2 separate regions of the Sus scrofa genome follow, and region 1 is linked to region 2. The links are chromatin contacts, called in public HiChIP or PLAC-seq maps. All regions are on one chromosome and are shown on one strand. Each heading gives the region's core, a stretch centred on a gene start, on an enhancer-like site or on the middle of the called end of the contact. The rest is flanking DNA. Distances are from core to core; before and after follow the strand shown. Region 1 holds the start of NBEAL2 (neurobeachin-like protein 2). Region 2 overlaps CCDC12 (coiled-coil domain-containing protein 12).

Evidence for each region. HiChIP or PLAC-seq counts read pairs in DNA pulled down with a chosen protein or histone mark.
Region 1: a contact with region 2 is called in an H3K27ac HiChIP or PLAC-seq map of alveolar macrophages. The contact joins the promoter of NBEAL2 here to the enhancer-like site in region 2. A contact is called at or near these places in 11 of 47 Hi-C or Micro-C datasets (alveolar macrophages, blood, embryonic fibroblasts and 6 more) and 2 of 2 datasets of contacts at active chromatin or transcription factors (alveolar macrophages and skeletal muscle).

What each region holds. Positions count from the first base shown.
Region 1 is chr13:29,845,844-29,850,721 of Sscrofa11.1, forward strand. It overlaps NBEAL2 (neurobeachin-like protein 2), which reads left to right and starts at 1,563. Exons shown (of 55, transcript XM_021068700.1): 1 at 1,563-1,845. The coding sequence starts at 1,795. CCDC12 (coiled-coil domain-containing protein 12) reads right to left here and starts at 840. Exons shown (of 9, transcript XM_005669466.3): 1 at 409-840.
Region 2 is chr13:29,802,335-29,807,100 of Sscrofa11.1, forward strand. All of the region lies in intron 4 of CCDC12 (coiled-coil domain-containing protein 12), which reads right to left. Among named protein-coding and RNA genes, the nearest start is that of CCDC12, 42 kb to the right of the region's middle. Within about 2 kb of position 1,432, at least 18 of the 83 cell types and tissues checked have an H3K27ac peak or open chromatin away from gene starts, as enhancers often do. A contact at or near this core is called in alveolar macrophages, embryonic fibroblasts and retroperitoneal adipose tissue, where this site is marked.

The DNA of each region.
Region 1 (4,878 bases), core at 313-2,812, 44 kb after region 2:
CGCTGAGTTTAGTTCCTAAGAACTAAGCTGAGAATTAGTTTGGCCTCTGCTGCAGCAGGTGGCCAAGAGGTCCAGTGTTCCCCAGCAGAAGTTGCCAGGGTATTCTTTCCCAAGCTAATTAGCATGCCCCGAGAACCACTTTGCCTGAAGTCAAGATCTTCTGACAGCCTGTCCAGATTCCAGAGCCACACCTCCTCCTACCTGGGAAGAGGAGGCCAAGCTTCCTCCCTTCCCCCCAGTCTACTTGTCTCTCAGCAAGGCTGTTCCCTGCTTGGGACCTTCTCCCCAGTCTGGCAGCAGGTAGACACCCACTCCTTCCTTCCCAATTCCCTTCAGAGGTCACAGAACCCAGTGCCACAGAACCCTGTCCAGCCAGCCCCCATGCACAACCCCCTTGACTTCAGTAACCTGGGCCTTTTGGTTCCAACTCCCCTGCATCAGGTATGCGGGTAGTACCCAATCCGCCGGTAGTAACTGTTCAGGAAATGTCAGCTCAGAAGTAGGATGGGTAGGGCAGGAGAAAAGGCCAAAGTGGAGGAACTGCCCAAGAAGCCAAGAAGACAGAGCAGGTTGGGTATAGGGACTAGGTCTGTCTCTTCTTGGCTACCCAAGGTCTAGAGGGTCCAGACTGGGTCAATTCTTCCAATTGACGGCAACTCTCTGGGTCCCACAAACTTCCTACCAGCCACAGCAAAGGGCCTCACCCTTGCCCAAGACCAGAGTGCCCCCTCACTTCTCAGGGGGGCTGGGGGAGCTGGAGGGATGGGGCGGGGGGGGGGGGGGGAGAAGCCCAGGAGTGATGATGACAGTGGTTCTGGAGGCAGGCGTCTGTCCCTGTCCATGCTGTCATTGGCTGCTTAGGTGGTCCTCATTTGGCCCATCTGGGCCTCAGTTTCTCTGCCTGTAAAACAGAGATATGAGGCACACTTTAACCTCTTGATGTTAAAAGAGGTGAATCAAGTGCTGAGCTGTGGAGTGGAAGGTGTCTCTATCAGAGCATCTAGTAAGGAGGGGACCCAGGTGAGGGAAGACTACCTAAATTTTCCAGGGATCTGCCCCAAAGATGGAGGGTACCGCGCTTCCTTGGAGCTATTTCACACTTGCCCCGCTGTTTTCTGATTCTCCCACCCCTAGCCCCAATCCTCGCTGCACCCCCGCCACATTATCCTGCTCCACTAACAGCAGGAGTAAAAAAAGTGGCACTTCCATATAACAGCGCCTGGCACGTAGTAAGCGCTGCAAGTGGTCATCATGATTGTTATCATTGCTTGTTGAAGGACGCTGCCCATCTGCATGCGGCCTGCAGCCCCTTCCCCCAACCCTGTAAGCCTGTCCCTTTCACGAGTGGTTGCAGGCAGAATGCGTCCCGGTCAGATATAGACCTAGAACAAATCTGGAATCCTTGACTCAACCCTAGTCCAGGAGGCTCTGAGTGGCCCTTTCCAAAGCGCGGTGAGAGCGCGGATTGTGGAGGGCGGGGCTGCTGCGCGCCCTCTGGGGCCGCCCTGACCTCAGGCTCCTCCTCCCGCCGGGCTCCCCCCGCCCCCCTTTGCACGGTCCCGGGAGAGGCGGGGCGGCGGTGGCGGCCGCAGGAGTGCAGGAAGCCGGGCGGCGGCCGGCTGCGAGGAGGAGGAGCGCAGCGGGGGCCAGTACTACTTCCCCCAGTAGTACCGCGCCGCTCCGCCCCGGAGTGACGCCCTCCGCCCATGGGCCTGGCCGAGGGCAACCGGCGGGCGGCGCGGAGGAGGCGGCGGCGGCAGGTAGCGTACAGCAGGGCCGGAGCCGGGCCGGGCTATGGCCGCCTCGGAGCGGCTCTACGAGTTGTGGCTGCTCTACTACGCGCAGGTGAGCCCGCCCCGCCCCGTGTCCGCGGTGTTCCCAGCTCCCCTCGCTCCGTGCCTGCTGCACCTGTGCCCGGCGCCACCTGGACCGCGTAAATGCGCGCGCTCCCGGCGTGCTCGGACTCTGCACACACGTGTGCACCCTTAGCCCGCGGATGCCTCTGGCAATTATACCTGGGGGTCGGCCCACGCGGGTGCGCCCCTCGCTCAAGCCTCTTGGGTCGGGACTGCGCAGCCTCTGTAGTGCGGAAGGAGAGGGGCCTGGACCAAGATGGCAGGGCACTTCCCCCTTTTACAGATGGGGAAACTGAGGCCAGAGAAAAAGAGACGGGCGGGGAGCGTAGTTTGCACTTGGCCTTGCCGCTCCTGTGGGCGCAGCCCAGTTGGTGGTCAGGGCCTGTGAGTCTGAATGGGCTGGGGGTCCAAGCTTGCACGGAAGGCGTCCATACTTCAGTCTGACCTGAGTCAGTTCATCAGATTTCCTGCAGCAAACTATCTTTGGAGAGCTCCTCCCTGACCCAGGCGGCTTTACCCCAACCGGGGGGCGGGGGGGGGTGGTGGCGGTTATGGGGGGTTATGGGGTGGTGGTGGGGGTCTAGCCCAAAGAAAAGTTCCCACCTCAGTTGGTGGGAAATGGCTTGGGGGTGGGGAGGGAGGAGGGTGAGCTAGGAGGGAAGTTTGAAAGGGATGGAAGGAGGCCATTTCCTCCTGAGCTCCCTGTCCTACCTCAGCGACTACTTCAAAGTGTCCTCAGAAGGTGAAGGGAGCAAACTCTGACACAGGTGTCCTGAAACTCTCACACCAGTAGGCCCCCACTTTCCTTCTGCTTCCACAGCAGGGAGGGAACCCAAGGTAACAACCCTTTTGCCTCTTCACCCAACACCAACCTCCCTTGCTGCACCTGCCTGGCATCATGCTCCTGGCTCAGGTGTGCCTTGGGCACAATGGATTATTGTGTACCCTTGATCTCTCACTGGGGGGAAGTTCATGCTCACGTTAACTGGCCCTCTGTTACGAGGCTAGTCTAGCTTAGTCTCCCAGGACTTCAGGCCAGGTCTGGGGCCCCAGGGACCAGGAATCCAGGCCATAAGGGCTATAGCTTTCTGAGCCTGCTCAGGTGGTGAGAGGTCTGGGCATCTGGCAGAAGGCAGTAGTGCATGGAGTAGAGTCCCTCTTTGGTGTCACTCAGGGCACATTCTTTACACCCCTGAGCCTCTGCTTCCCTCTCTGTGAATTTGGTACAATCCTAACCTCCGGTGGCCTGGACTCTGCAGAGGGGTAGCCTATATGGCTGGACCAGGCCAGAGAAGGTTCTTACTTCCCTGCCCCGTTGAAACCCCTCACCCCAGTTTCTCTGTCTCCAGCTCCAAAAGTTGGTCCTTGTGAAGGAGCAAGAGATTTGGGAGGAAACTTGCCCCGGGCCCTGGTGCTTCTGTTTGTCTCTATGGCTGTGGGCAGGTTCTTAGTCCTCAGTTTCTTCAGCTGTTACTGGGTGATGGCAGGCTTGAACCAGGTGATGAGTGTGAGGGATGCTAATGGTGGATCTTCAGGCTGGGTGTTGTGCTACTGGGGGAGGATGTTTTGGAAGTTTCTCAGGACTATACCTCCAACATGGTTGCCTCCTGCTGTCCCTTCTAGCTGAGCTCTGCAAGTGGTCAGTCCCTCACAGGTGTGTGGCATTCATCTGTATTGAGTCCCTTCCCCTCCTCCAGCTCCTCACCTCACAGGGCAGGTATGGAGCGCAGGCTAGCTGGTTGTAGCTTTGGAATCCTGGGTAGGCAGGGGACGGCCTGGGGCCAGGCAAACAAATCCAGGATATGAGTGTGAAGCCAGGAGCCGGGAGGGGCCAGGTCTTTGGGGAGAGGAAGCTCCAGCCAGCCTCCCAGCACTGCCTTCCTGCCGGCTTGGTCCTGCTTCTACTCCCGGAACATGGTCCCCACCCTCTTTACTGAGCACCCAGGGAGTGGTGGTTGTGCTCCTTTGAGCTTTGCTAGGCACCTGTGGTGTGTGTACTTGGGGGAGAGGGTAAGATAAGGTAAAGGGTTAAACTGATAAAGGGTATTAAGAGACCCCTGAGTTGGCCAGCCACACAATCAGAAGGCTCCCCTATACTTTCACTCCTCCCCTCAGCTGTGAGAGCTGACATCAGCTGGCAAACCTGTTTCCCCAGTTGTGGGGCTAGGCCCGCCCTGGGAACACCCCGTTTCTGCCCTTTCTTTCCCCTCACAGACCCTAGGTTCAGACCTGCCCCCGCCCCCTACCTCTGAGGGCGATGAGTGGGTGAGGGGGCTGTGAATGGCTACTGAGGGAGGAAGGAGGGCCCTGGACATCGCTCAGTCTGAGCCCCTCAGGGCCCTAGCTTGGAAACCAAGGCAGGGTCGTAACAAGGGTGCTGGACAAGTTTAGAGCAGAGTCTGGCAGACCTCCAGCCTAGTCTCCATCCTTTACCCAGGAGAGGTCTAGATCTGTGGGCAGGAAGACTCAGGTGGGCTTGCACCTGGGATAGCACAAGCTCCTTCCTTTGCCTGGGGCTGTCTCCTTCCCGTCCGAGGAGGCCTTCCTCCCCTGTCCCCCCAGACCAAGCTGGATCTCAGCCCAAGCATGTCCCCATTTGAACCCTCATTGTGTTTGGTCCTTTGCGGTTTCCCTTGCACCTCACATTTAGTAGCTGCTTCTTGAGTATTAGCTGAATGGCTGGATAGAGGCCCCACAGCAGTGACTGACCAGGGGTGTCATGCCAGGAGACTGAGTTTGGGCATTGAGGGCCAAGGGCACAGGAACAGGAGGAGCAAGCACATGGCAGTGGGAAATAGAGGCAAGTTGTCAGGAATGAAAGAGAGGCCTGTTGGATGGGTGAGCACATGTCCAGAGGACTGAACCCAGCAAGGCTTCTCCAGTCAGGGCTTAGGAAGGGGGCAAAAGGGCTGGAGATAGCATCCAACAGGCTGGCAGTTGGGCAGCACCTAAAGGTTATACAAAACATACAAATGAGTGATCCCTTCTCAGGCTGGAGCAGTGATGGAACTCTCTGTGAAAG
Region 2 (4,766 bases), core at 182-2,681:
ATATGCACGGATACACATTAATATGATTCACTAAAATTTTCAACAATTGACAACAAATCTATAAGTACTTTAAATATCAATTTAAATTTAAAAAGAGGCATGGGGTAAAGGTTTATGACAGCTGAGTTGAATCCCAAAGGGACCACAAGGTGAGAACTGAAGTGGCCACACTGGCTGTTGGGGCCCAGGTGGTGGTGGGGACTAGAGCTGGCAGTGGACCACAGACCACTCTGGGGAGGTACATGGTGCTCCATCCCAGTGGGCTACCCTGGGCTGGGAAGTGCTGGCGGGCTGCTCAAGAGGTATGCTCCTCTCTCCACCACAGAACCACCAGCAGCCCTGATGTCCATCCCTCTGGCCCTGGCCAAGCGGGCATGTGGGACAAAGGCCATGACCCTAAGAGTGAAGGTGGTACAACAGGACCAGGCTTGACTGAGAGCTTGTGGGCAGAGGACAGGAATGGCGCTGTTTTCCCATTTATGACAGGATGGTTGGGTGAACTCAGCTGTTCTCCACCCTGCCTGCACGTCGGACAGGGACTAGGGAGGTGTTCCCATGCTCTTCCCCTCCCTCTCAGCTGGGAGATCTTAGACAAGTAACTTGACCTGGGTGAACTGTGATTTTCTTACCTCACAGCGGACCACACCTCCCCCCAGAACAGGTTTAATGAGAATGGCTTTCAAAGCACTGGAGATCAAGACATGCAAGAGGAAGACTTTCCCAGCTGTGCTCCCTCTACAAAGGGAAGCACCTGGCCTGGCCACACATCAAGTCGGCTTTCCATGACACCTCCTTCATTTTTCTACATTCCTGCACCCAGCCCTGAGCAACAGGGTCAGGAAAAACAGGGTGGCCGCAGGTCTCTGTGCTATTGCCTCAGCACAAGTCATGGAGCCACATCCAGTCCCTGTCCATGGCTGGGGCACTCCAACCTGGAGTGGGAGCGAGATAACCAGGGGGTGGCTCTGGTCACCAAGAGAGTGGAGCAATGTCTGCTGAATCAAGCTGACATCATGGGTGTGTGAGCCCTGCTGCACAGCCACCATCCTAGGGACCCAACCCACCAATGAGAGCAGGCCTGGCATTTACCAGCATAAAAGGATCGGGCACTGGGCCAGAACTGGGCCAGGTCTCAGCTGGGATGGGACCTTTCTCCACATGGGGTTGGAGAACCGGTTTTCCACCCTGAAGAAGGCAGGTTAGTGGCCTAGTTTCTTCTGTGATACATGACACTCACTTAGGGTGAACCACTGTCTCTCAACGGTGACTGCCCCAGCTGGATGAAGACCTCGAACCTAAGCCACGGGGAGGTGGCGGCTGTGGGGGCTGAGGGTTGGGGCTTGCTTGTTCTGGCACTTAACAAGACATGCTCCCTGCCTCATGACCAACAGAGTGTGCAACACCCCACCCCCACCTGCCAGGGTGGCCACGACTGTCAGCCACAAATTCTACCCAAGACACACCTCATTGGCATATACCAGCCAAACTGCCATAAGGAGGAAGTGACTTAGGGCTTACAAAAAACAAAAGCAACTGACATGAATGCTCCTTTCTGTGGCCAGACTTCCAGAGCTGCCAGATCACATCTTATCTAGGCAGCAAGTAGCGGGGGGGGGGGGGGGGGTGTTAGAGATGAGTCATAGACGCCCCTGCAGAGTTAGCCACAAGGGAAGTTGGCTGGGAGAGGCAGATCCAGCCCAAAGGAGAAGCAAGGGTCCTTCTGGGAGTGAAAAACATCTTTCCTTCCCGCAAAACCTGGTTTGGTCTGGTTAACCTTTGGGGGAATGACTTCCACTTGATGGGGATTTGGTTGTAGGGAGATGGGGTAGGATTTATTTAATTGGTAAATTTTAATTTACCAATTAAAATTCTAGCAAGCTTTTAAAATAGATATTAACAAGCTGATTCTAAAGTTTATAAGGCAAGCCAAAAGAACTAAGAAAACAGACATTATTCTCAAAAGGTTTCCTTGAGCAGATGGGCAGAAGCACAGGCAGAGAGGAAGGTGGGTGATTCTCCAACATGGCTGGTGAGGGGTGAAGACCTGGGGTTTCTGCCTCCAGTCCTGCTGGATTTTTCCATTTCTTCAGCCACAACTCCTGGCCCCAACCTGTGTCCGGTTGGTCAACTGAATCTGTGAAATGATGCCACTCAGTTCATTTCCCCAGGACCATCTACAAATAAGGGAGGTTCTACAAACAGGTTCCTCATCACTAATTTCTTGGTCACATGCTTATTTCTACTCTTATCCACCCACCCTATTTTTTTCCCAAGTCTTGCCCTATTTGCAAAGTTAGCACAAGCCTTAAGTAAAAGTAAATCCTGCCTTTTCCAGGTGTGTCGGGAGCTATCCTTGTCTCAGGAGAGCCTCACAAGGGTTGTTTTTTGTTTGTTTGTTTGTTTGTTTTGCCCAAAGCCCCAGCACTACCCCGGTAAACAGCAATCACATTTGCTTCACTCATTAAGGAAGCAAGTTTCATTTTTCTCCCCATCTCTCTATTGAAGATACTCAGGTCAGGCTGACTGAGGCAATGTGACTTGTCCCAGATCAGCTCAGAAGGCAGGGCCTGGCCTCAAACCTGGGCACTGCTTCCAAATCCTGAGCTCTCTCCACGTGCCTAGTACCTACAATGTTTAGCAGCAGTGCCCCCCCACCCCACCCCCAACAACAATCACCTCATCACCTGTTATTTCCCTAAGTCCGGACAAGTGTTTAAAAAAATGCGTGACAAACTAGCTAACACACATCAATGGAACTGGCTACCTGTCATGTACCTACAATGCCACCCTTAAATCTTTCTCCCTGTTCCAATGATCTGTATAAAGCCCAGGTTTGGGTTTATGAGCAGGGGGTCAGGGGAGATGTTTGTCCATGACTCCCCAACACCACTTACCCTGTCACACTGCTGGTTCACACCCCTGGGCCTTCACTGCCCAAACCCTACCCTCTAGGATCCTGGACCCAATTCAAGAGGAATGTTCTCCATGAGGCCTTGTCCTGTTGCCCTCAGCTGAAGGCAGTCCTGACTGGGCACTGCATTCCTCTCAGGACACTTGAGAAGAGCTGGGACCCACGGGGATTCCCACCTGGCACCTGGGCTCAACCAGGCTAACCTGGACTAAAGCAGGCTGTTTTTATCTCCACGGAGCTGAGGAAGCCAAGATGCTCATTGGCTACTGGCCTCAGAGGTCATTCCTCCCCATCCTAGTGCAGATGGAAGGTCACTCCTTCTCCTTGTTGGCAAAGGGGGCCATGGCTGAGCTGTGGCCTCAGGGCCCTATGGAGCCTGCTCCCAAGCCATAAGCATCCTGCTAGGAGTCCCTTTGCAGATCTGGAGTACAGATAAGGAGAAAGGTCCCCTTTCCTGGGAAGGATACACACTCTGCTCTCCCCTGCTCTACCTGGAAAGCCCACACCCAAGCCCTGGATTCCATAGGCTGGGGTTGAGTCTGGCCCCTCCATATACGGACCAAGCCTCTGCCCAGCCTTCCTGAAAAACCCAGGCAAACCCTTTGCTCTGGGCCTATCAAAGGTGAAGAAGTCCACTTTTCCTGAAGGCTATGAATGCAGGCAAAATTCTTCTCCAAGCGAAGCCTGGGCTTCCTGACAACCCAGGGCAGGAAGGAGCAGTAGGCTTTGCTGGGTCAAGGATGCGTAGAGAAGTGAAGTTCATCTGCCCAGTCTCTAGATTACCTGGCTCCTGATTATAGGCCAGACTGTTCTGCCATATCCCACTGCCCCAGAAGAGGCGGATCAGAGGAAAGTGGAGGTACAGGACAAAAGAGGGAGAACCCAACTCAATGTCCAGCATGTTTGGTCCTTTGGCTGCTATGAGTGAAGGAACAGCCATTCGGTTGTTCCCTTCTGTTGAGCCCCGCAGAGGGGCTCTTTTATCCCTTTCTTTTTCACACTTTTCTTTTATCCCTTTCTTTTTCACACTCTTGTTGTTTTGAAATAAATACCTCAGGCACACAGAGAGTAACACAACACATGTACCCCCACCCCTACCCCTCGAATCAACAAAAGCAACATTTTGCCATTACTGAGACAGGTTTGTTACCCCTTGCCTTTTTTTCCCTCCAAAGAAATCACATCTTGCAGCTGGTTAAAGCCTTTTCCTAATCCTGTTCCTCCAGGCTTCCCCACAGCTCATCTGAGATTGAGAGCTGGTGCTACTCCATGTGCACATTTACATCTGTGCAACTTCTGCTTCGCATCCCTGACATCTTAGCAGCCTGTCTTCCTCTAGGGAATGTCAGCTCCAGCAGGGCAGGAACTGGGTTTTGTCCACTGTTATCTCCTAGGGGCCTAGGATGGTGCCCTGCACAAATGAGACAACCAACCAGATGTTGACTGAAGAACAGGCCTGTTGTTATGTGTGCTTCTAAACTGGATATAAATGCCCCTGCCCTGTATATCTCAGGCTGCTTTTACCTCCACTCAGCACCATGTTTGAGATTCAATCACATGGGTCAACATTCAAGTCTTCTACTGTATGACCCACCCACCTGCTAACCAAGGACCCTTCTTTGTTTCAAGGAGAAGACAGATCAGAAAAGGGACCTCTCATAAAGCCAAGGCAGCCCAGAAACTGAAATCCAAGGCTCTATTCAGCAACTGAATACCTACGAACAGCCAGAAGAAATCCAAAAGGTCTCTTAGCAGTTACCACAGAATGGGAGAAACTGGGCAGGCGCCCACCCCCAAACCCCCAAGTCTGTGGTCGATTGGAAAGAGAGCAATGACCTGGCCTCCATCTCTGTCA